7 separate regions of the Mus musculus genome follow, and all the other regions are linked to region 5. The links are chromatin contacts, called in public HiCAR-type, HiChIP or PLAC-seq and promoter capture Hi-C maps. All regions are on one chromosome and are shown on one strand. The core of a region is the stretch at or near the end of the contact, and the rest is flanking DNA. Distances in the headings are between cores, read along the strand shown. Region 1 holds the start of Ucn (urocortin). Region 2 holds the start of Ppm1g (protein phosphatase 1G (formerly 2C), magnesium-dependent, gamma isoform). Region 3 holds the start of Gtf3c2 (general transcription factor IIIC, polypeptide 2, beta). Region 4 holds the start of Agbl5 (ATP/GTP binding protein-like 5). Region 5 holds the start of Fam53a (family with sequence similarity 53, member A). Region 6 holds the start of Khk (ketohexokinase). Region 7 holds the start of Slc5a6 (solute carrier family 5 (sodium-dependent vitamin transporter), member 6).

Region 1 (3,069 bases), core at 175-2,674, 2.5 Mb after region 5:
TATGATTATCTGAAGCCACCATTGTGTGTTGCCATCACTGACTAAAAGGTTGCTATGCAGCATGACTGTCTACATTCCCACCACATAGTATATTCCTCACAGATATTTGTAGAATAATATGACCTTGCCAACTTTACACCTATGTCCCAATAGCTAGCACACGTCCCCACTCTGTATAGATACAACTTCCTGTCTAGAGTTGAGACTTGAACTCAGCATTGTGGATGCTAGTCACGTGCTCTAACAACTAAGCAACATCCCTAGACTAGAGTGGCTATCACGCTTAACTTTTCTAGGTCCTAGTGCCTTTCGAGACCCTGTCAGGGACTTTATAGGCACAGAAATAGATACATTATTATCTGGGATCTGCAGTGGCTATGAATAAGACCCTTCAGAAGAGCACAGACCTGTCTGTAACTGGAAAGAAGCAGAGGCTGTTCATTTACAAAGACAGACGCCAATGGTTTCAGAAGTGAGGGACCTGACTACACAAGCTGGTGGCAGAGGAGGAACTTGGGCCAAAGTTTTCTCACTTCTACCTAGTGATTTCTTCGTTTTCGTGTGTGTGTTTGTGTGTGTGTGTGTGTGTGTGTGTGTGTGTGTGTGTGTGTGTGTGTGTGTTCAAAACTGGGTTTCTTTGTGTAGTCTTGGAACCAGCTCAGTAGACCAGTCTGGCCTCAAACTCAGAGATCTGCCTGCCTCTGTCTCCTGGGTGCTATGATTAAAGGAGTGCACCAGCACCACCCCAGCTCCTGACCTAGAAGGTAAAAAGGTATAATAGTACTGTTTCTGTGTTTCCTAGGAAAAAGCTGACTTTGCCAAACTCAGGAGGTACGTTAAGTTCTGAAAGCCAAACACCCTTTTATGCCATTCTGACACCTGTAGATTTTAGTTTGTACTGCTGTACAATGGTCAGTAGAATGGGTCAGACCCACTGTATTGGAGAGCCTTTGGGTGGGACTGTGTTGTCTGAGCCCCTGCCAGCAGAGCATTTCTGATCTCAATTTGAGGACCCAGTAGCCGGCCTAGGGACCGTGTCTAAGCAGCCCAGGCTTCTCCCCAGAACTTCTGTCCAGATTGTGGCTGTGAAGAAGTTCGGAACCACGGACAGCTCCACAGTCCTCCCTCTCTACTTGAGAAGAGAAACAACCCCTGACTATTCCTGCTCTGGAGACATTGGTGGTTCTGTGTCGGGGAAGGACTCTGCATCCGGAAGATCTATCTTTATGGCTCTGCCAGCTTCTCCCTCTACAGCCAGGGTGCTTCCAAAGATAGCTCCAGGGACACAAAGTCAGGATACGCACCCCTCTGGGGGCTCGAAGCTGCTGGACTCAAAGCTGCCGGTGTCATTGTTTCTACAATCAGTTCATGTTCTTCGCTGACGTCAGTCGGAGCTGTCCTGGTGCTATATAAGGCTGGCGGCGGTCCCGGGACAGACCCCGTGCTCCCCAAGGCGTCTTCAGCCCGTCCCCGGGGACAGAGTGGAGCTCCATCTTGCACTGGGCAGACACTCCGATAACCTGTGAGTGGCTTGAAGCAACGATCCAGACTCCCTTACCACCAAGACTCTGCACTCAGCCCACCCACTGTGACCTGCCGGGAGGGAAGGAGGGAGAGAGGGGTGGAACTGGACTGGCACAGCGCCTAGGGCTGGTGGGCAGGATGTGGACACCAGGCAACAGCTGGAGGGTCTCGGCAGGGGCACTGGGCGTGCGCGCCAAGGGGCTCGTGTTACCTGCGGCTGCTCCAAGTGCACCTCACCCTATGCTGCCCCTGTGTGTCCAGGGCAGGCGGCACCATGATACAGAGGGGACGCGCTACGCTCCTGGTGGCGTTGCTGCTCTTGGCACAGCTTCGCCCGGAGAGCAGCCAGTGGAGCCCAGCGGCTGCGGCGGCAACTGGGGTCCAGGATCCGAATCTGCGATGGAGCCCTGGAGTGCGGAATCAGGGCGGCGGCGTCCGCGCGCTCCTCTTGCTGTTAGCGGAGCGCTTCCCGCGCCGCGCAGGATCTGAGCCTGCGGGCGAGCGGCAGCGACGGGACGACCCTCCACTGTCCATCGACCTCACCTTCCACCTGCTGCGGACCCTGCTGGAGCTAGCTCGGACACAGAGCCAGCGCGAGCGCGCAGAGCAGAACCGCATCATATTCGATTCGGTGGGCAAGTGATCGGCCCCGTATGGGGTCACGAAAGCCTTGACCCTTTCCCTTACCTACCCCGGGGCTGGAACGCGCACAACCGGAGCTGTCTCAGTCCCGCGGTGCAGCGCCGCCCAGAGTCACCCTGAATACTCTGAGTGGTTATTTTTTAATAAAACTGCCCAAGAGCTTAGCCTCTATCTTCTGTCATAGTGGTGAGAGGGCACCGGCAACTACAGTTAGGGTAAGAACTTTTGGGAAAGTGGAGCTCTCCAGGCCGGTAGGAGAGACAAGCATGCTAAATGAGATGGGAGAGGAAGCCTATTAAATTCCTGGGAGCCCTTCCCCCAACCCGCCAGATCCCGGAACTCGGAGGTCTGATACCCTTTCAGGGTCTCCGGCTTAGGAGGCAACCTCTAGTGTAAAGGGAATGGCCACGAGGGACTATTTCGCCTCCGCCCCTTCAGATGGTCTGGGGTTGAGAAAGGGTAGAGCGATGGCGAGGTTGCTTCTATAGCTGAGCCTAGGAGTGGACAGCAAAAGGAGCCGAGGACGTGGGACACTTGAGTCCTTTATTGAGAACCTTCCCGGGGGCGGGAAGCCGAGCTTGGTGGCGCGGTGGTCTCTGCGCAGATCCTCAGCATCCCTTGGCTCCCGCTTCGGGTGTGCGCTCTGGATCAGAGTCGGGTCAGTGCAGGCCTGAGCCTGGGGGGGGGGGGGGAATTAACCGCCCGGTGAGCGGGTGCTCCAAACGAACAAGGCACTCCCGACAGCTCGCTCTCCCAGGCAGCGGGGGTTCTATTACACGGTACCTTGCAGGCTCCCCCAAAGCCGTGGGGAAACGTGCACTTTTCAGAGCGCTAGGCGGTGCGCTTTGAGGCTCCTGGTGTCTGCCTTGAAGGCAATCACCCAAGGGACCGTGAGTTTGGTAA
Region 2 (3,073 bases), core at 462-2,961, 2.4 Mb after region 5:
AGTTATTACGGAAATACAGAAGGTTGTGGAGAGGACCAATTTTAGTGATTTCTGATAATTAAGAAATTTGAGCTGGAGATGGCTCAGCAGTTAAGAGCACTAACTGCTCTTCCAGAGGTTCTGAGTTCAATACCCAGCAACCACATGGAGGCTCACAACCATCTGTAAAGAGATCGGATGCCCTTTTCTGGTGTGTCTGAAGACTGCGACAGTGTACTCATATAAAGTATACATACAAAATACATATAAAAATAAATCTTTAAAAAATATTGGACAGAAGAACTGTAATTCTGGGATTTGCTTATGAGTTGAGGGTCTAATTCTATAGCCCAAGTTGTCCTGAAACCTGGGATTTGTGATCTTGCCTCAGCCTCTTAAGTGCTGGAATTACTGGCAATGAGCTATAATGCTGGGCTTAGTTTTTTGTTATTTATTTAAAATTTATGCATGTGTGTTTTGCCTGCATGTATTATGTCTGTGCACCACTTGGACGCCTAGTGCCAGAAGAGGGCGTCTGGTTCCTTGGAACCAGAGTTATAGACAGCCATGTTGGTGCTGGAATTGAACCCCGCTAATGTGGAAGAGCTACCAGTGTTCTTAACCTCTGAGCCAGCTCTCTAGTCCCCAGTTCTTTCCAATGAGTTGATTTTCTTTTACTTTCAGGAAATTACTCCTTTCCGTTATATATAATCCATATAATGAAAAGAACCTGCTGGATTGTCCCTCCAACCCTAACTACCCGTGGCCAGCACCCCAGTCCTTAGTTCATCACGTTCAGATTAAGAGCATTCTAACCAGTTACAGTACCCGCCAGACTCTTCCTCTGGTGTCCAGTGCACACAGAATTAGACTAACAAACGCAAAACAGGCACCACCACAATGACGACCACATTACCCATCTTGATGCTAGGCCATCCATCCATCGCTAGATCTGTTCCTACTTAGAATCGCTCTCCACAAAGAGGCCAGCCAGCTTCCTCAATAAGCCAGCCCAATGTAGTTTACACTTTCCTCAGTCCTCCAGCCTTGTATCCGTATTCCCTTCTCCCGTGGCTAAACGCCACCCTCAGGCACCTTCTCCGAGGGTCTTAAATCTACATTGGCGATAAGCAGCTCGTTCCCGCCTCTTTGCTCTCGCCTCACCCAGCACTGCACCAAACAGTTTCTACCCTGTATTAATTCGAATTTTTCCACAGACCTAGGTCTCCGTTTTCCTTTGTCAGTACAGGCCTCACAGAGCCTGGCCAAAGACCGCGGAAGCGCAGTACAAACGCTAGTCAACTTTAATTGAACCGAATCCGGCGGGGTTTGTCGGAATCTGAGGGCGTGGAGGGAGAGAGGGAGGGACAGGGCTGACAAAACCGCAGAACGCAACTGGAAGCCCCAGGTCCCACACAATAGAGACTTCAGGCAAAAACTGCTGAGACCAGAGCCCCGTGCTAAAGCACGGTCAGCGTGGAGATGGCCGCACATCGCCATGGCTCCCTCCAGCCCCAGCCGTTGGTGGGCGTGGCAACCAGTCTCGCGGGAGCGGCGGTTGGGCGGGCCGTTGTCCCCGAGGGCGGGGCGAGTTGCTAAGGAAATGACCGCCCGCAGCGGCTCACCGCGCCAGTAGGGCGGGGCCTGGAGCAGCGCGGTTTCCGCTTCCGCCCTCTCCCCGCTCCTGTCCCGTTACCGCCTCCTAGCCGGCCTCGCGCCTTTCGCCGGCACCTTGCGTCGACTGCGCAGCCGGGCCCGCTCCTTGCCACGCGCGCCCCCAGGGGCCCCGGCTCCGGCGCCGGCAAGGGTCGCGTCCCGCTTACCTGTTCCTCAGGTAGCCAGCCATCCGCCGCCATGGGTGCCTACCTCTCTCAGCCCAACACGGTGAAGTGCTCCGGGGACGGGGTTGGCGCCCCGCGGCTCCCGCTGCCCTACGGCTTCTCCGCCATGCAAGGCTGGCGCGTCTCCATGGAGGTGAGACAGGGCCCCAGCGGCTGGCCACTGCATGGCAGGAACCTGACAGAGAAAGGGAGCGAGGGGGATGGGGTTCTCCTCAAGCAGGGGTCCCTGACGAGAGCCTGCAGCCACGGTGCGGGAGGCGGCGGCGAGCGCGGGATCCGGGCGGAGAGGGAGCGGCTAGAGCTTGGGGACCGCGGCCTGATGGCTAGTGGCTGCGGGAGCCCTGCCATGTGAGAAGAGGCACCTTCCGCCTACTGGCCGCCGTCTCTCCGTACCTTCGCGCCATCCTCTGGTGCCAGCCCAGCCCTCCAGCTTTTCCAGCGGCATGGGGTTGTCAGAGGGAAGAGGGAAGACTCGTTATTTGTTCGCTTATTGGTCGAATAGATGTGAATGACTGGTTCGTTTTTATTCTTGAAATATGTAATGTGGCAGGCCTCTTGGGGCTACAAACTTGATGGCGAAAAGGAGCCCGGGTAATAATGTGCTTTCCATTCTTAACCCTCAGTTGCTTTTAGCCTTAGACACCTCATGTTAATTTCAGAAGCCCCGCTTGACCTTCGAGAATTGTCACTCGTTCGTATTCTTTTCGAAATCTTTTATGATCTTTAGGAAAGGAATCGTGTCTGTCACTAGGCTTGCTTTTATTTTTTATTTTTTGAAATATGCTTGTAATTTTTTTTCTTACTCGATTTCTTTAAAACTTACTGAGTTGTCATTTTCCTCTGCATATAATTTAGTATACTCGATTTTCAGTCTTGTCATCAATCCTTTTTTGTCACCATCTACGAATAACTTTTAAAAAGAAAAGAAAAGTCCACTTTGGATGAAAGGGAAAGCAATCATTTGGATTGACAGTGTTGAGCAAATGGATGTGAAACTACAATGAACAGGGAATAGGTGTCTTTGAGCAATTTTGTGTGAAGTCTAAGGGACTAGTGAAAAGTTCTAATTATGTCTGGAATCGAGGGTTTATCCAGTTAGTAGGTGGGCTACAGGTAACAGCCAAATAGTTTCCCTTGGTGTTTTTTTTTTTTTTTTTTTTTTTTTTTTCTCTCAAATTCCCTCGCTCCTCCCTGTGGTTAGCTCTGGAATGACAGTGTGAACCTAAATGGTTTGTTCTCAGACTCAAAAGCTA
Region 3 (2,999 bases), core at 339-2,838, 2.4 Mb after region 5:
GTTAGATGGCTTCCAGCACCAAGTGACCTAACATCCTCTTCTGGCCTCGAAAAGCACCCACATGAATGTGAGCATAGTTTCTCTCTCACACGCACACAAGAATTGATAGACATGGAGGTTTGTGCTTGTAATGAGAGCACTTAGGCTGATGCGGAGCCGTGATGCGCTCCAGACCAACTATGGTATTCCATAAAAGGGAATTTCAGTATAAATACATACGCTGGACCAACAATGAGAAACAGATCAACTGCGTGCAGGGTTAGTTAAGCTTAAAAAAGAGCCTTCAGGCTGGAGAGATGGCTCAGCATTTAAGAGCACTGACTGCTCTTCTGAAGGTCCTGAGATCAATTCCCAGCAACCACGTGGTGGCTCACAACCATCCGTAATGATTCTGGTGAGTCTGAAGTCAGCTACAGTGTACTTAGATATAATAATAAATCTTAAAAAAGAAAGAAAAGAGCTTTCACTTGTTGTATCTTAAACTTTGAGAATCTTTTTCCAAAATCAAAGTTATTTTAAAAAAATTTTTTTGTGTGATAAAACCAAAGAGAACTTAACCAGAGGCAGGATTTTAAGAGATGTTGTTCATCAAAGCACTAAATCTGTTACTCCCTATAAAATGTTTAGGAGCTATTATCTAAAAGAGGAAGACAGCCATTCAAAATGCTGTCATTTGAGCATAAGAGGATGTCGGAGAACTGGGTGTTCTCTTTCTTTCCTTTCAGATTTTGGCTAAATCCCTTTTTCCTTTTTTAATTGGTAGGATACAGGATTACCCTGGTAGAACCTGAATTCCTGAGCTCAAGAGATCTTCCTGCTTCAGCCTTGAGTACCTAGTCTGGGAGTTGACGTGCCCCATTGTTTTCTCCCTTTCTCATTTTTCTGAGACATGGTCTAATATAGTACAGGCTGATTTCCAATTTCCAAGTAGTCATGGATCACGTTGAACTGCTAATCCTCCTGACTCCATCTCCGGAGTGCTGGGATTATAAGCGTGCACCATTACTCTTTGTAAAGATTTAACCAAGGGAATAATTGAACAAGACTATTTAGAAAGGGGAAAGCTGCCATATTTCACCTCTTCCGGTTCATTTTAATTCGCCCTCCTCCTGGGTAAAGGCAGATCTGTGAAAGCTACATGGTTTTAAAAGGCTGAAAACCTTGTTGCTCGGAGGCCACTTCCCAGTGAGGGAGTGGCGTGAGGCCTGGGTTGATGCTCTCTTTAAAAGCGCAGCCTACCCACCCAGGCTAGGCTCCCCCCGCTCTTTTCTTCCCTTGGCCTCTTTCCAAGCCCTCCTCTTTATTTTCTTCCTGTCTTGGCTCATTCACTGGCAGCAGAAAATCAGGAGATCTCTGGGGGCGAGGGATTGTCTCCTAGTCCGTCGAAGCTCGGGACTGTAGTTAAGAATCAGGTGTGGTCAGGCTCTTTTCTCCACAAAGCCAGCAACCTGGGTGGAAAGGCAGGTCGGAACGCTCGGCGACAGCAGAAGCGCGACACTTTCCTCTTCAATGCTTTTCCACAAGGCTGCTGGTGGAGCTGCGGTGCCGCGCAGGCGCCGACCTCCCCTTCCGGTCGCTGAAATTCCCAGAAGGCCCTGCAGTGTCCTAGGGCCGCGGAAGCCACGCTCCAGCTCGCGGGCGTCGGAGGGCTCAGTGCCGCGCCGCGCTGCATTATGGAACACAGAGTTTAAAAGAAAGCTCGGCAGGAAACGCGTTCCAGACCAAGCTTGCGTTTACCTTGTCTCGGGGGCGGGGCAAGGAAGAGCCGATCAAGATTTCGTCATAAAACCGCGACCCGACAGGCGGCGCCATCTTCGAACTTGGACTTCCGGAAGGACTTTGGCGCGGGTGAGTGTACCGCAACGGGGTGTGCGGGGGACCCAAAATTACTCCTCCCATTCTTTTGCCGTAGCGCTAAGGCAATGGGAACCGATTCCCGATTCCCGTCTTACTCCCGCGCAAGACAGCGCGCCTCCTAGCCTTTGCGCTTCTCCCGAGAACCGTCGAGCTCTCTCCTCCGTCCCCACTGGGGCCACTGAGCATCCCCCATCTCTGCCAGCCGGTCTTACCTTCTTCCCCAATTCGGTGTATGTAGCGCGGTAAACTGGACTCAGGTTTCTGCACTGCTTACGTTGAACTCGTTACGTTGGGCCTTCGGACTTGGGTGAACCTGCAGTTATCTTAAGGCTTAGGGAAATCAGGGCTCGCCTGGGGCTCGAAAGCTGCCCCCACGGCCAGGATTGGGGAATGGCAGGTGGTGGTGTCTCTGTCTGATTGCAGTCAGTCCTCTTGTGCTCATTCCCTCTTACTGTGTCTCAGCCTTTTCCTCCAAGTGGCTCTAACCCCGGGGGTTGTGCCCCGCGCGCTGCAACCCCATTGGCGCAGCCAAGGGCCAGTTATGTTTCCTTATACTGGTCCTTTTATCCCGCGGCAAGTTTGCCGTCTTTTGGACAAGACAGAGATGGCGACTTCACCCCCACAGGAGGTAATTCACTTTTCTGGGCAGGTTTAGGACATAACCAGGTCTTTTTGCCCTTGGAGGTACATTGATTGTTACATAAATTCAAATTAACCTTTGCTTACGTTACCTTTTACCGCTTACCGCTATCAACTGCAGTGCCATTTTTCCTAATAGTTTTAAGTTGTTCTATTCAGATTTACACTCTTTAGTTTCTAGCAGTATCAACTGAAAACGTGAGTTGCAGGTTTTTGTACAAATAATATGTTTGTTTTTGGACCAGTAAAATTATCTGATAAATCACCAGTTGCATGATAGGAATACTTTGGGAACCAGTGTATTAAACAGTGTATGTGAAGTGAGTCCGTGTTTAAGATGAAGTATTATCTAATTGTTTTTCTTTTGCCAAAGTAGTCAGGTTAGCAACCTGAAGCAGCAAGGAAATCAGACAGTATGGGATATAAAAATCCTAGTTAGAATTTACTGAACATTTCTTCCTTTACTGTTTAAAATTTGTATTGTCAGATCCTAAATAGGAATT
Region 4 (3,149 bases), core at 185-2,684, 2.7 Mb after region 5:
CATATTCCGTTTCAGCACAGTCAGGCCGGGTCCACACGTTGAACTCGTAGTCAGGGGAAGCAGCAGACCCACTAGCGGGGGCTGTTGCCACCCCTCCTACGCCTTCCCCATCACTAGACACAGTCTCCACCTTTTCCACATGGGCTAGGTTCCCTGAATCAAAGCGAGAACTGAACAGCAATCCCCCACAGCGCAGCTCCATGGTGGGGCTGGGAAAGCATCCTCTTGCCCCACACAGGCCCTGAGAGCTGGGGGGAAAAAAAATCAAAGTTGGGATAGGGAGGAAGGGCAGAAAATGAAACAATGTGTTTGGTATGTCTGGATAAATGAGAAATGTCTTTTCTACTCTATGAAGCAAAACGCTCTTATTCATAGAAAACCTGGAAGTAGCCTTTCAGTAAGATCAAGAGAAAGCACAACTCTGTCCCTGGACACCCAAGGAGTATGAGCGACCTAAAAACACCCTATTTTACTACATCACCACCGTTCCCCAATCGAATGCTCACTAGCTTCCTTAGTTGAGTTGGAAAACGCTAGATTCTCAAGCTTTTTAACAACCTAAGAGGCAGAGACTCGAGGTCGGGTGGTTGCCACTGACTCTATGAGGGAGAGGCCATATTAAAATTTCCTATATTGGCTTTGTACTGGACAGCCCGGAGCAAGAAGAACCAAGTTTCTAAGTGTAAATGGTAGCTTCCTTTCTTTACCTCTTTTGTCTTCACAAGCACCGACTGTAATTATACTCGTTTCTCGGAGACCTTGAAGAGCGTTGCTACCACCCCCTTCCTCTACTACGCCTATTATGAAAACGTAGCCTATGCCCGGCCAAAGCCACTTGCTCACCTGCCCTGAACCTCAGTTCCAATTAGGGTCTGTTTCCATCCTCCCGCCCTGTAGACACGAGCCCGTGCAAAAGCTACCCTCGAAGGTGTGGGTAACGGGCGTCCTAAGCACCCCTAGGAAGGCTGGGCCAGTAGAGTCCCGCTTGGAAGCAGCAGGCAGCTCCTCGATTCGCGAGGACCCTCGCGCTGCCTGGCTTGTCCAGGGCAGGGTGGGGTTTGGAAGCGTGGGAGGGGTCGAGACAGGTACACTGGCGGACAGGAAGGCGGGTCCTAGGGGTCAGAGGTGAGGCCACAGGAGCAGAGGGAGTCAACCAAAGGCGGGGTCGGCGGGCCGGCCGCGGCAGGCCGGGGGGCGGGGTGGCATTCGACGGGGGCTCCGGCAGAGCGGGCTGAGAAGGGGGCGGGGCCTGCCGGCGGGGCCGCAGTCCACGCGAAGCCCCTCACCTCTCTCCGGGCCGCTGCTCCCGCTCCCTCTCCCGCTAGCGAGGCGGCACCTCGGGCCCCGGCACCCGGGCCCTCCACCCGGGACCCACACAAAACCAGAGAGCCGCGGTGCCGGGACCCCACTCTGCCAGGAAACAAGAAGTCTCTTGCCTATTGGCCGCAGCTGCAGCTGGCTACCCGCCCAGTAAAGCGCACTGCCATTGGTCGCCACGCAGGGTTCCGTGCACGTTGGCAGGTACCTGTGAGGGGGCCGTTTGGGGGCTTCCGCGGGCCACCGCCGTGTGCGGCTCACTAGGCGTCTTCTCTGTAGGCGGTTAACGGCCCGCCTCCCCGAGGCGGGAAAGACAGAGCAGTGAGCAGGAAACAGGAAAAGACTTACCTGTGAATAAGAAAATAGCATGTGAAGCCGATCTTTGTTTACCGTGCTCCTAGCTCTACTGTGTAACGAAACGTGGACACAACAGATCATGAGCCTGATGGTGTGTAAAAGGAAGTGGAGGATGCGGGCATCGATCCCGCTACCTCTCGCATGCTAAGCGAGCGCTCTACCATTTGAGCTAATCCCCCAGCTGTAGTGCTGTACCTTCCTGTAACCTTTACAAGGTTTCCTGAGACTCAGTTTTCTAATGTAGTTCACAATATAAAGTAGGATGGAGCCCTCAGCAAGATTTTGAAACAGAGCCATGTAATACATACATAAGCAATAAGGACTTTTCTTGAAGTACATGTCACTATAGCTTTAACACCTAATATGCGAACAAGGTACGTTGTACTTCGACTACTTAACTGCTATATGTACTCAAGGGGTTTTCAACGTAGCCAGGAAAATACACTGCCTATCCTCAAGTAAGCGTTTCCCCCACGGAGCAATTGACCTAGGGTGTAGGTAAACTAAAAGTAGTGCACGAAGTCCTTCGAGCCGGAATCGAACCAGCGACCTAAGGATTACCATATTGTACTGACTACAGTCCTCCGCTCTACCAACTGAGCTATCGAAGGCCCCGCTGCGTCGGGCTGCTGCAGTTTTCCCTCTAATGCTTACCAAGATTTTTTTTTTTTCCCTAATGTGTTTCTGCGTAAACTAAAGGATCCCGGGCCAGAAGAAAGGCGGGCTTGCAGGCTCGCACCCTGCGGCAGGAGCTCGCCGTGAGCCGGATTGAGGCTAAAGCTGGGGCGGCCTTCCTCTCGCTAAGCAGACATTAGTTTCGGTGTTTGGGACTACGAATGCTGCTTCTGCTCCAGGTTTCCTTTGGTTTTCGGCGTGATGAAAGTATATAAAGCATGTTGTTCTGATGATGCGAAAGACATTCGCTCCGTCAGCTGAAGTGTCGGGGTCCATTCACCGAGACCCAGGCCAGAAGGGAAGACCGAGCCACGGGAGCGAGGGACCCCTATGCCCTGGACGCTGGGATGCAGCGGCGGCCCGGACTCCTACTCTCCGAGCCCACTGGCTGGGTGCAGTCCCAGGTCCTGCCCTAGTCGCTTATAACCTCGCTTTTATGGTCGAGGTCTGGGAAAGGTTTCCGCCCCACCTGGGCTTCACTGCCAACCAAGTGTCTTCTCTGCCGTGATGGGTTGACCCCTTATCTGGCTCACGTATTTGTTGCTCTTCCTCACAGGGCCAGCCCTCTATTGGCTCACAGAAAGCTCACCCATTTTTTTAAACAAAGGAACAAACTCAACGCCCAGGTCCTCTGTGCAGTCTGCTCTGACTGGCGGAGTGGTTGGGTCCAGGAACCCTCCCCCAGTCGCAGTTCTGAAACACCCAGCTAGGTAGAGAGGTGGTTTGAAATCTTACTTAGATTTCATTCTGATGGGGGGGGCGGGGGGGAGCGTGTTGCTACCGTGACCAAAACTCATCTG
Region 5 (3,016 bases), core at 365-2,864:
CCCCTTGGTGGAGTAGCAGCCTAACTGTGAACCAAGGATGATTTTAATATCTTCCCTTGGCTGGTTACCTTTGGGACATGATAAACACTGATACTGGCACCTGTCCTCAGCATCACCAGTGTGGTTTATGTGGGACTATCAGACATTGGGTGAAATCCCACAGCTGGCTTGCAAGCCATTCTCTGCAATCTGATCTGTGGGAGAGTTTGAAATACTTTCTGGTTTTATGTGAATTCATCAACTCCCTGAAAATTACCCTAAAAGGGCACACACTGAAAGCCTTTAGGAATTACTCAAATACAGCTGAGCTGTGTGGCGTATGTAACTTAATCAGCTGCAGGGCTTGGGAAACACAAGGTGACCGTGGTGATTTGAGAAGGCCACCATTGGTCCAGATCTGCCCAGGGAGAGTGTGGTTGAGGACTGTTCTGGGCAGAGTTCCTCTTAGGCACAGGTGCCTGCCAGATGTCTCAGTCCTTATCTGGCTCCTGCCTGCTGTGATCCAGGTCGCAAGTCCCCTGTCCTCAAGAAACCTGGAGGAGGAAATGAAAGGTCTGTCGCAGGTGATGCAGCAGGTGAGGGCACTCATTCTAGTTGATCTTGGCCTCCCTTGGCTGGGCCTCTGAGCCTGTACAGAACTGGATTTACCAGACCCATAACGTGGTGGCCAGGGCCCAGACTTCTGGTGTGCCCCAGGAATACCCAGTGGCTTTCTAATGTCTTCCTTTTTAGGTCTTATTCCAGATGAGAACTATTCCATTTTCTACATCAAGTAGCTGTACCTAACCCTGCAACATTTTTTAAAATTACTTTTTGTTGTTTGGGAACAAGGTTGTCTAGGGATTACAGGCTTGTGAAATTGCAGCCTATTCCTAGCCAAGTCGGCAGGCGGTTTCATTTTGCTGCGCCTGGCCTCTAGCACCCTGAGAAGTGCTCCACCCCAGTCACACCCACCTGCAGAGCAGCTTTCCTTCACAGCACCGGTACCCAATGCACAAAAGTGCCTTCCAGTCACACGGTAGGTCCAGAAATGAGACTCCCAAAGGGAAGGGTCCTGCCCAAAGGCACATTACCAGCAAAGGACAGGAGAAGCTGGGCATTGGTGGCGCCTGTCTTTAATTCCAGGGCTCGGAAGACAGAGGCAGAAGGATCTCTAGGAGTTCGAAGCCATCCTTGTCTACAGTCCGAGCTTCATACTGAGATTTTGCTATAAAAGAAAGAAAGAAAAAGAAAAAAGGCAGGGAGATGAAGGTGGTCACATCGGACTTTGGAATCCGGGAGCCTATAGGTACCACTACCGGCCTTCGATGCCCCGCGGACACCCGAAGGTTAACGTCACACCCGGCGCGGGCCAGCTCGCACAGGGGGGCGGGGCCAGCAGCGGCGCACGGTACCCGTAGGAGGGAAGTGAGAGGAAACGGGGGCGGGGCGTCACGAGGCCACACCCACAACACGCCGGGCAGTGACGTCGCCCGCCTAGCGGTGCGGCTGAGGGTTGATTGCTTGCGGCGGCTTCCGCGGGCGGGTGCGCGAGCGGACGGCTGACGGCTCGGGGCGGTGGTAGCGGCGCGGCGACCAATGAGGGCGTCCGGAGGGGGCGGGGCGTCGGCTGCGGTTTTGTTCCGCGGTGACTGAGGCTCACCGTCCCCATGCGCGGAGCGCGGCCTGCGCGGCCGGCGCCCTGCCCCAGCTACGGAGCTCGGTGCTCACTCGCCTCGCGGAGAGTGCTCTGCGCCGTCGTTCGCCTGCTCATCGCTAAGAGCTCCAGCCACCGCAACGCCGTGTCCTTGCGCTGCGATCCCGGAGTCTCCGTACGTCGGCCGGCGCCGCGCAGCCGCACGTCGAGAGCCGGGTGCATCGGCACAGCGCGCGGAACACCCTCTAGGGCCAGCCGGCGTCTCAGCACCTTAAGGTCCCCGCGCGCCCCGGGCCCAGCACTGTCCTCGTGTCCCGTGTCCCCGACATCCTAAGGTCCTCGGGGACCCAGCATCTGAAAGAACCCTGGGCCCCAGCTCCCTAGAGTCCCCTGGGCCCCAGCTCCCCGAACTCGTGGCGAGTCCGGGGACCCCTCCAATTAGGCCAGGCCCCAAGCATTCTGTTGTGCGCGCTCCTGCACGCCAGGCGGTAAGGCCTGCCCGCTGCGCCTGGGGCGCGCTGCCACTTGTTGAATCACTTTTCATGTCGACTTTGAGACCTGTTGTCGCCATGCTGAGTCCGTGGGCCCGTGAACCCGCTGTTGTTGAGACTCAGTGATTGTTATTTTGTATTCAGGAAGCAGGAAGTTTGACGAGATATGATGGTCCCTTAAGGGAATCCCAAGAGCAGATCCTCCCCAACGACCTGTGGAAGGTGACTTGGAAGTCTATTCCGAAGCCACTTTCCTGCGTAGACTGAGGGTGTGTAAGTCCCTTTAAGACTTCCTGTGTGGAGGATGGGATGTGCGATGTTCACAATGTATTTTACCGCTCCGAATGCTATTGCCTTTGTACATTAGTCTTAATTACAGATCTGTGATCTATCACTCCAAATTAAAATCACTTTAATTTTTTGCACTTCAAGGTATTTAATCATTAGATATATCTTTAAGTATGAATCTAAGCTTATTCTAACCCTCCAGCCCCACTACTTAAGTTTATAATGATGTTTCAGCTCTGAGAATTTTGAAGATGGACTAGTTTGACTTGAAAGGTGTACTTTAGTTTTTACATTAAGAAATTTGACTTGTGCTCACTGATGCTGCTGCTTCAAATACATATTTGGTCATCTTAGGAAAGTGGGTCTTGGAAGGGAAGTTCAGCATCTCAGAACAAGGTAGGACCGAGGATAGTTTTTCCAAATTCTGAATATTACGCCAAGGTGGAAATTGAAATTGATTAGGAAGAGTAGATGGACTTTGCTGTTTTGGTTAGTGGTTGGTCGTTCTTTCTGATGACTCCTCTGGCACCTGTTCTCCTCTTTACGTCTCTTTGTTTAGTGAGCATAGCAAGCCCGGTCCCTTCTCATGGCCTGATAAATG
Region 6 (3,109 bases), core at 281-2,780, 2.7 Mb after region 5:
CTCTGTGGACCCAAAGCCCAAAGAGCACCCAGTCCCCCACCCCAACCGCGACCCCGACCCCGACCCTGTGAGTTCAATGCTGTCAGCGTGCTAGTGTCTTGCCAGGGGTCAACCTTGAACTTCCTTTTAACTAATATCCAAGATACAACATTCATTGTTCAGGGTGCTAGACCACGCCAAGAGAAAGCCGGTGCGCCACCCCACAGAATGCCTTCACGGCACAGCAGCACATTGGAGTGGCCTTTATCAAGAGCAAAGATAAGAGCCATCAAAGGACACTTTAACTTCTACCAGACAATTGAGAATGTTCTGAGAACATCCACTAAGATGTTTACCCACCTTTGTAAAGACCCCTCTTGGCACTTAGCTCCAGGAGAAAGCCTGCTGTGGCTCAGGAGCCAAGTTTCTCCCTGTCTGACCCAGAGAGCCTCCAGCTTTGCTTACACTGCCGGCCAGTCCTTGAGCTAGGCAAGGCTCAAACGCCAGGGCCAGGCTTTTAAATGTGAGTAGTTTAACATCACATACCACTCACTGCTAGCGACCTGGTGTTTTATTTTAGCTGTAAGCGGTAAATTAGAAGTGCATAGGCTAGGAGTTGGGAGACCTGGGGGTTTGGGGTGAGGAAAATTTGTCTGGCACCTTATCAGGTGTGTGAGGGCTCAGGAGGGAAAAAAATCATTACAGCCCTCTCTGTAAACTGAGGATTTTGATGATCGGCAGATTGAAATGGTAAACAGCCAACAACACACTAGTGAAAGCCTGGGTTTTGATTCAGGCATACGTTTGCACTCTTGTTAATTCTGGAGGCTAAAGGAGTTTAGGCCAGCTTGGGCTACAAAGCAAGACTCCGAAAACAAAACAACACACCCCCTGGGTCTTGGTTTTAAAGGTCTCCAGTCTCATGTCTTCATTCTCACAGAGTACCCCTTAGGGACCCGGGACAGAGAACGCCAAGCTGAACTCAGGCCTCACCACATGGAGACAGAGGGCTATCCCTGGTTTAGCAGCCGATTAGCAGTGACACGCAAAAAGACAGGACCACAGCGGCCCTGGGATCTCCGAGGGGCTTGGGCGCCCCTACCTGCGATCCGTGTCTTCCTCTGGGTATTTGTCCACCACATTGATGATGTCCAGCACCACCAGCCCCACGCACAGGATCTGCTTCTCTTCCATGAGGCTGCTCCCCAAGCTTCCTACCCGCAAGCAGAGGGGGTTCCTGCTGGGCTCTGCCTCTTATCTACTGGAGGACCGTGTCCCAACTTCTCACTGGCTACCTTGGCTCCTCCTCTGCGTGCAGAACTCCTCCCGCAGGGAGCTTTCTGCTTTGCAAGGGTGGGTTACCTAGCCCGGCCAATGGCAGGCCCTCTCACTTTTCCGCCTCAGCTGTCAAAGCGAAAGCGCACTAGTAATGCATCGCCTTTCCGATCCCTCTGCGCCTGCTGCAGACCCTGGACCACCCGGACTAGCACAGTCTGGCAACAGAAACTTCGCCTTCGCAGGCGGAGCACAGAAGCAAGCGTTCTCTCCCTCGCCCCGCCAAGGTGGCCCACCCGGCCGAGGCCCCGCCCCCCCCCCCCGCGCCAGATTAACGGTGTCACGTGACGGGGAACGCTGCCAGCCTTCGCAGTGGTTCTGGCCTAGCGCCCCCTAGCGGCCGCTGTGGGGACCGGTGGCCGTGACCCTGAGTCCGCAGGTGCCCTTAGTAGGGAGCACACCCAAAGATCACCAGCCTAGGTTCCCTCCGTAGAACTCTGTTTCCTCCTGTCCTGTCCCTTAACTACCCCCAAACATGTACTAGAGCAGAATAGCTATGTTTTGTAGAAAAAAAAAAAGTGTCTTTATTCCTGAATAGTTTAGTACGGTGGTGTGGACTGGGGAGAGCCCTGGAGGGTAGGTTCCTCTTCCGCAGCTTGGGTCCCGGAGAGGGCTCTGGTGGGGACGGCAATGAGGCCAAAGGTCAAGAGGAGATGCCTCGGTCCCATAGACCACGCAGTCACAACGTACGGAGTGACCGATTTGGATGCCTGAACCGCAGCGGGACGTGGTCGCCAGACTTGCCCTTGCCTTGGTGGGTAGCCACCATCCAGGTGGCTCTGCGGCCCCTGTAGATAAGTTTGGTGGTCGGGTCCACCCTGTCTACACCTGTTCAAGCTCTGTGTCCTCGTAGAGCAGGGCTCCGCTGAAGATGGTGAGCGGCTCCTCGGAGTGTGCCAGCTGCCCCATGACCAGGTCGATGCAGACAGTGTCTCCGACCTGCAGTGGCAGAATGAGGCTGAAGACGCCCAGAGCGCCTGGGCTGGGCTGACTTTCGGCCACAGGCTTATTCTCCAGTCCCTCGGGTTCATAGCCTCCCGAGTCTATGCGGGCCACGCCCAGGTTGGAGCGTGACAATACTGCTTCCACTTTCTCATGCCGGTGCCCAGTAAGTACAGCGCTCAGCAAATAGCGTCCAGCCAGTGGTGCAGTGAATACACCTGGAGACAAGGATGACAGTCAGGAGGGGAGACGCTGGCTGGGACAAGGAAGGTCTCTCGGAGAGTGGGTACAGCACTCCTGGCTGTGGAGTGGCCCACCCGTCCTTTCCCTGCTATTCCACTAACTGTACACTGTAGGAATCCCCTGCTGCATCTCCAGCAGTTGCTGCAGAGTGTGTGCTGGAGTCTGTCCCAGTAAAGATCCGTGTGGTGTGGATGTCTCCTCCCCTCCCCCACTCTCTCTTTGCCTAACTGTGGTGTGAGTGCATGGAAAGAATAGAGGTCTTTGTAATTACAAGTGAAAAGCTGTACTTGTCTGCAGAGGTGTGAAGGAGGCATTAGTACTGCTCAGCTTCACCCGTTACCTCACTAGGCCACCCGTCGGCCTTTTAGTTACCTGTCTCTGGGTCATAGTAGCCTCCATCATTGAGCAAGACTCTGTCGAAGGGGACTGTGCCAGGTTCTGACCGTGGCAAACTCAGGGCAGCTGAAAATGCTACCCTAGGCACAGGGGCTGCTGGTGCTCCCTCCGCTCCTGAATAGAGATAGTGTTAGCATGGATGCTCATAAATAAACTCCAGTCCCCATCCCTGCTGCCCAGGCTGCCTGAGGACTATAGTCTTCCAGGCCCAAGC
Region 7 (3,166 bases), core at 111-2,610, 2.6 Mb after region 5:
TTAAGACTCCAGAAAGAAAAAAAAAAAAAAGAACAAGTCAGTAGCCTTTCCAGAATTCCCATAATGCAAAGCGGAAAAGTGCCTTTTGTAAACAGAACCCATTTTTTTCCCTTAAAACCCCCGCACCAAATCAGCGCACTGTACGAGAGAAGATCCTCGTGTTTGTGCATTATTACTTGACTATACTGTGTCCTCTCCAGAGACTTCTCCACCTGACAGGCATGGTTTGGCAAGTGTTAAAGGGCTGCAGGTACACAGCGTACTCAAGCATCACTATATATTTAGATAGATAGATAGATAGATAGATAGATAGATAGATAGATAGATAGATAGATAGATAGATAGATAGATAGTCGTGCCATTGCACCACGCACAGCATTCGTGCAAGGAGAGCTGGCAGAAGAACCCTGGGACTCGTCTGGGAAGCACTATTTAAAATTATTCAAAAGCAAGGAGATCAAATTTCAAAGGACTCTGAATGTGGGCAGGGCGAAGGTGCTAGTGGCCTGCACTACGTGAGTACTGGACAACACCATCCCCGCAGGCACAGGGCCCGGGGAAGCTTCAGGGACAAAAATCTGAGCTTCCGACTGGCCAAAGGGACAGACACCGGCGGGCGAGCTGGATTCCGGGCTGACGGCCAGCAACCTTCTTCAGCCAGATCTCAAACTTTCTTCTGTACCTCAGGTAGAGCCAGGGCCCTCTCCACGCCCAGAACCAGGAGCAGGGCGGCCGCCCGAGAGCCGCCTGACTCCCGAGACGCCATTTCCCACTGCTTTCCACCGTCTTGACAGCTCGCGAGAACCGAGCGCGAGGCTCCGCCCCCAGCGTGTCACGCGCCAGCCTTGAGGCGAGGCTTAGCTTCCAAATCCTGTCACTCTGGGGCGTGGCCTGGTCCGCCCGGGGCACGAGCCGTGGAGCCCGAGGCGTAATTTGCCCGCAGGTTCGGGCTGCTCGCGGAATTCTGAGCTCCTGTCCTGCGCTTGCTCGCGGTGGACAGACCCACCATCTCTCCATTCTTCCTGGAGCGCAGGCCTGTCCAGTTAGCGCTTAGTTGCCTTGAGCTACTGCATGACCCTCAGCCCGGTGCGGACGCCCGGGCAGCTCCATCCGCCCTTAGTAAACATGGCGGCGCTGGGACCCGGGAGGGCGGGGGTAGGGGGCGGGGTCCTGCTGTCCCGCTGTCACCAAGTCAGGAGGTGCGAGCCGAGCCGAGCCGGGCCGGGCTGGCCTGCGGGCCAGCTGCCCTCATGTGGAGATCTCAAAGGTGGGCAGGGCGGGTGTAGGATGGGCCGGGCGAGGCGGGGATTGGGCAGGGCCGGAGAGACTGAGTTCAGTCGCCTGGAGGCGGGACTGGAAGGGGCGGGGCGGGGTGAGCCTCTCGGTGTGGGCTTTGGGGAAGGTCTTAAATACTAGTGCAAAGTCGTGGGTTCGCCACGTGCGGAGAGAAGGGGAAAGCTGAGCCGAGAGAGGGTAAGGGTGATGGAGGAGTGAAGATCGGAGGGCGAAGGGCAAACGCTGGCAAGAGAACACGAGCCTGGGAACCCTTCACCTTAATGTTGCGTAGTGTTCTGCAGCCCGGGCAAGGACGCGAAGCGGGAAAGACGCTTCCTTAACTCATGTTCTTTGCCTTGCCAAGGGGGAAAAACCAATGCTGGTTTCGGAAAGAACGTAGGAACTTTGGTAGCCCTGGCCGAACCACCGACGCAAGGCAAGCAGAACAGCAGCAGGTCTGACTGGAAGGGCGCTGGGAGAGACCCATCACACCTAAGGGGACAGCTATTGCTCTGGGTGACGACTCCTCAAAAGGTAACTAGAGACAATTAGAGCTCATCTCAATTAGCCTGCCAATGCTTCCATTCCACAGGCTCCAGGTATCTGCCTGGAAATCCTGAATTTGCATTTATCAATACATTTAGCTGGTGGGATATCTTGTTTTAATGAGAAAGGCCATTCAGATCTTGAGGAATATTAAGCCCTAGATATTGGTGACAGTTGGCCCTGCAGGTGTTCCCTTATATTTCAAAGGGGGAAGAGGGTGAGGACTTAGCTCTGGCATTCCTAGTTAAGTCTTGTCCCCAGTACTGAAAGAAATGAACCCACAAACCTCAATACCTTTCATTGCAGATAAGTCCCATGCAATGTGAGACCTTTTTAAAAGACATGTCCACTGTTGTGAATCAGTGGAGTTTGTAGAAAGCCACTGTTCTTTTCCTAGAATTGGATCGTATGAAAGTTGTGTTACTGCTGGCTTGGCGTTTTCCTGTCTGCTTACCTCTTCTTCCTCTATCCCAGAGGCTTCGTGGTTTCTCAACGCAGATAATTAATCAGGAAACTCTAGAAGCAGAGGAACCAAATCGGTACTACCCGACCACTTGGTGTTTTATTTTGAGACCGTGTAGCTTTGGTTGGCCTGGAACTCATAGAGATCCACCTGTCTGCCCCCTGTGTGCTAGGATTGGTCTAGAAGGGTTTTTTCTTTATTTTTTGTTTTGTTTTTGTTTTTGAGACAGGGTTTCTCCGTGTAGCCCTGGCTGTCCTGGAACTCACTCTGTAGACCAGGCTGGCCTCGAACTCAGAAATTCGCCTTCCTCTGCCTCCCAAGTGCTGGGATTAAAGGCGTGTGCCACCATGCCCGGCTTGTTTTGTTTTTTCAAGACCGTATTTCTACAGATATGGCTGTCCTGGTATTCACTTTGTAGACAAGGTAGGCCTTGAACTCTAGAGATTCCTCTCCGTCCGCCTCCAGAAGGATTAAAGGTGTGTGTCACCCTCCTTGTCTATCCTCCTCATCTTCCCATAGCAGTGACAGCTTGCCAAAGAGAAAGAAAACTCAAGGTGTTGCAAAATATCAAGGCCTGGGGCCCCTTTAGGTAAACCAGAGCCCCTTAGAATCCTTGACCCAGAGACGGTAGAACATGTGGCCCAAGTTCAGACTTTTTCTTTGTCCTGTGAGGCTTATAGTTCAGGATTAGTCTGTGGGAACCGCACCCTGCCAACTAGGCAATATGTGCCCAACTGTTTGAATACAGTTCAGAAGATGCTCTGTTTCCTTGGAGGGCAGGGTATATTAATCTGTCACTAGAATAGTTGAAATCTATACTGTTCCATGAATGACTGACTACAGTTAGCACTCTGTTCCTTTCTTAGTCTTGGGACTAGTGAG

The links. Promoter capture Hi-C pulls out the DNA fragments that hold promoters and counts their contacts. HiCAR-type assays count read pairs that join an accessible place to other places. HiChIP or PLAC-seq counts read pairs in DNA pulled down with a chosen protein or histone mark. Capture Hi-C pulls out chosen DNA fragments and counts their contacts.
Region 1: a contact with region 5 is called in a promoter capture Hi-C map of liver, with 5 times the contacts expected there. The contact joins the promoter of Ucn here to the promoter of Fam53a in region 5. A contact is called at or near these places in 1 of 39 promoter capture datasets (liver) and 1 of 115 datasets of contacts at active chromatin or transcription factors (astrocytes).
Region 2: a contact with region 5 is called in a HiCAR-type map of astrocytes, with 4 times the contacts expected there. The contact joins the promoter of Ppm1g here to the promoter of Fam53a in region 5. A contact is called at or near these places in 1 of 39 promoter capture datasets (cranial neural crest) and 1 of 115 datasets of contacts at active chromatin or transcription factors (astrocytes).
Region 3: a contact with region 5 is called in an H3K4me3 HiChIP or PLAC-seq map of pro-B cells, with 8 times the contacts expected there. The contact joins the promoter of Gtf3c2 here to the promoter of Fam53a in region 5. A contact is called at or near these places in 2 of 39 promoter capture datasets (hippocampal neurons and pre-B cells) and 2 of 115 datasets of contacts at active chromatin or transcription factors (astrocytes and pro-B cells).
Region 4: a contact with region 5 is called in a promoter capture Hi-C map of adipose tissue, with 4 times the contacts expected there. The contact joins the promoter of Agbl5 here to the promoter of Fam53a in region 5. A contact is called at or near these places in 2 of 39 promoter capture datasets (erythroid cells and pre-B cells) and 3 of 9 other capture datasets (adipose tissue, liver and pancreatic islet).
Region 6: a contact with region 5 is called in a promoter capture Hi-C map of adipose tissue, with 4 times the contacts expected there. The contact joins the promoter of Khk here to the promoter of Fam53a in region 5.
Region 7: an H3K27ac HiChIP or PLAC-seq map of embryonic stem cells shows a contact between it and region 5, with 6 times the contacts expected there. The contact joins the promoter of Slc5a6 here to the promoter of Fam53a in region 5. A contact is called at or near these places in 7 of 39 promoter capture datasets (the C10 cell line, embryonic stem cells, hematopoietic stem and progenitor cells and 3 more), 3 of 115 datasets of contacts at active chromatin or transcription factors (astrocytes, embryonic stem cells and large pre-B cells) and 2 of 9 other capture datasets (adipose tissue and liver).

What each region holds. Positions count from the first base shown.
Region 1 is chr5:31,137,250-31,140,318 of GRCm38.p6, reverse strand. It overlaps Ucn (urocortin), which reads left to right and starts at 1,424. Exons shown (of 2, transcript NM_021290.2): 1 at 1,424-1,522; 2 at 1,786-2,330. The coding sequence starts at 1,799. The coding sequence ends at 2,167. It overlaps Trim54 (tripartite motif-containing 54), which reads right to left. Exons shown (of 9, transcript NM_021447.2): 9 at 2,693-2,842. The coding sequence ends at 2,826. Gm15469 (a long non-coding RNA gene) reads left to right here and starts at 2,882. Exons shown (of 2, transcript XR_003955738.1): 1 at 2,882-3,069.
Region 2 is chr5:31,219,183-31,222,255 of GRCm38.p6, reverse strand. It overlaps Ppm1g (protein phosphatase 1G (formerly 2C), magnesium-dependent, gamma isoform), which reads left to right and starts at 1,711. Exons shown (of 10, transcript NM_008014.3): 1 at 1,711-1,953. The coding sequence starts at 1,834.
Region 3 is chr5:31,178,733-31,181,731 of GRCm38.p6, reverse strand. Gtf3c2 (general transcription factor IIIC, polypeptide 2, beta) reads left to right here and starts at 1,588. Exons shown (of 19, transcript NM_027901.2): 1 at 1,588-1,848.
Region 4 is chr5:30,887,219-30,890,367 of GRCm38.p6, reverse strand. It overlaps Agbl5 (ATP/GTP binding protein-like 5), which reads right to left and starts at 1,434. Exons shown (of 16, transcript NM_001374737.1): 1 at 844-1,434; 2 at 1-248. The coding sequence starts at 202. Gm35795 (a long non-coding RNA gene) reads left to right here and starts at 1,413. Exons shown (of 2, transcript XR_376844.2): 1 at 1,413-1,521; 2 at 2,374-3,149. It overlaps n-TYgta9 (a tRNA gene), which reads right to left and starts at 2,285; the gene lies at 2,197-2,285. It overlaps n-TAagc15 (a tRNA gene), which reads right to left and starts at 1,853; the gene lies at 1,781-1,853.
Region 5 is chr5:33,628,233-33,631,248 of GRCm38.p6, reverse strand. It overlaps Fam53a (family with sequence similarity 53, member A), which reads left to right and starts at 1,614. Exons shown (of 6, transcript NM_178390.3): 1 at 1,614-1,912; 2 at 2,272-2,396. It also overlaps Gm9903.
Region 6 is chr5:30,919,980-30,923,088 of GRCm38.p6, reverse strand. Khk (ketohexokinase) reads right to left here and starts at 1,530. Exons shown (of 9, transcript NM_001310524.1): 1 at 1,082-1,530. The coding sequence starts at 1,173. It overlaps Emilin1 (elastin microfibril interfacer 1), which reads right to left. Exons shown (of 8, transcript NM_133918.2): 7 at 2,872-3,009; 8 at 1,814-2,474. The coding sequence ends at 2,137.
Region 7 is chr5:31,046,273-31,049,438 of GRCm38.p6, reverse strand. Slc5a6 (solute carrier family 5 (sodium-dependent vitamin transporter), member 6) reads left to right here and starts at 1,360. Exons shown (of 18, transcript NM_001360022.1): 1 at 1,360-1,473; 2 at 1,640-1,809. Atraid (all-trans retinoic acid induced differentiation factor) reads right to left here and starts at 799. Exons shown (of 7, transcript NM_027855.4): 1 at 683-799. The coding sequence starts at 766.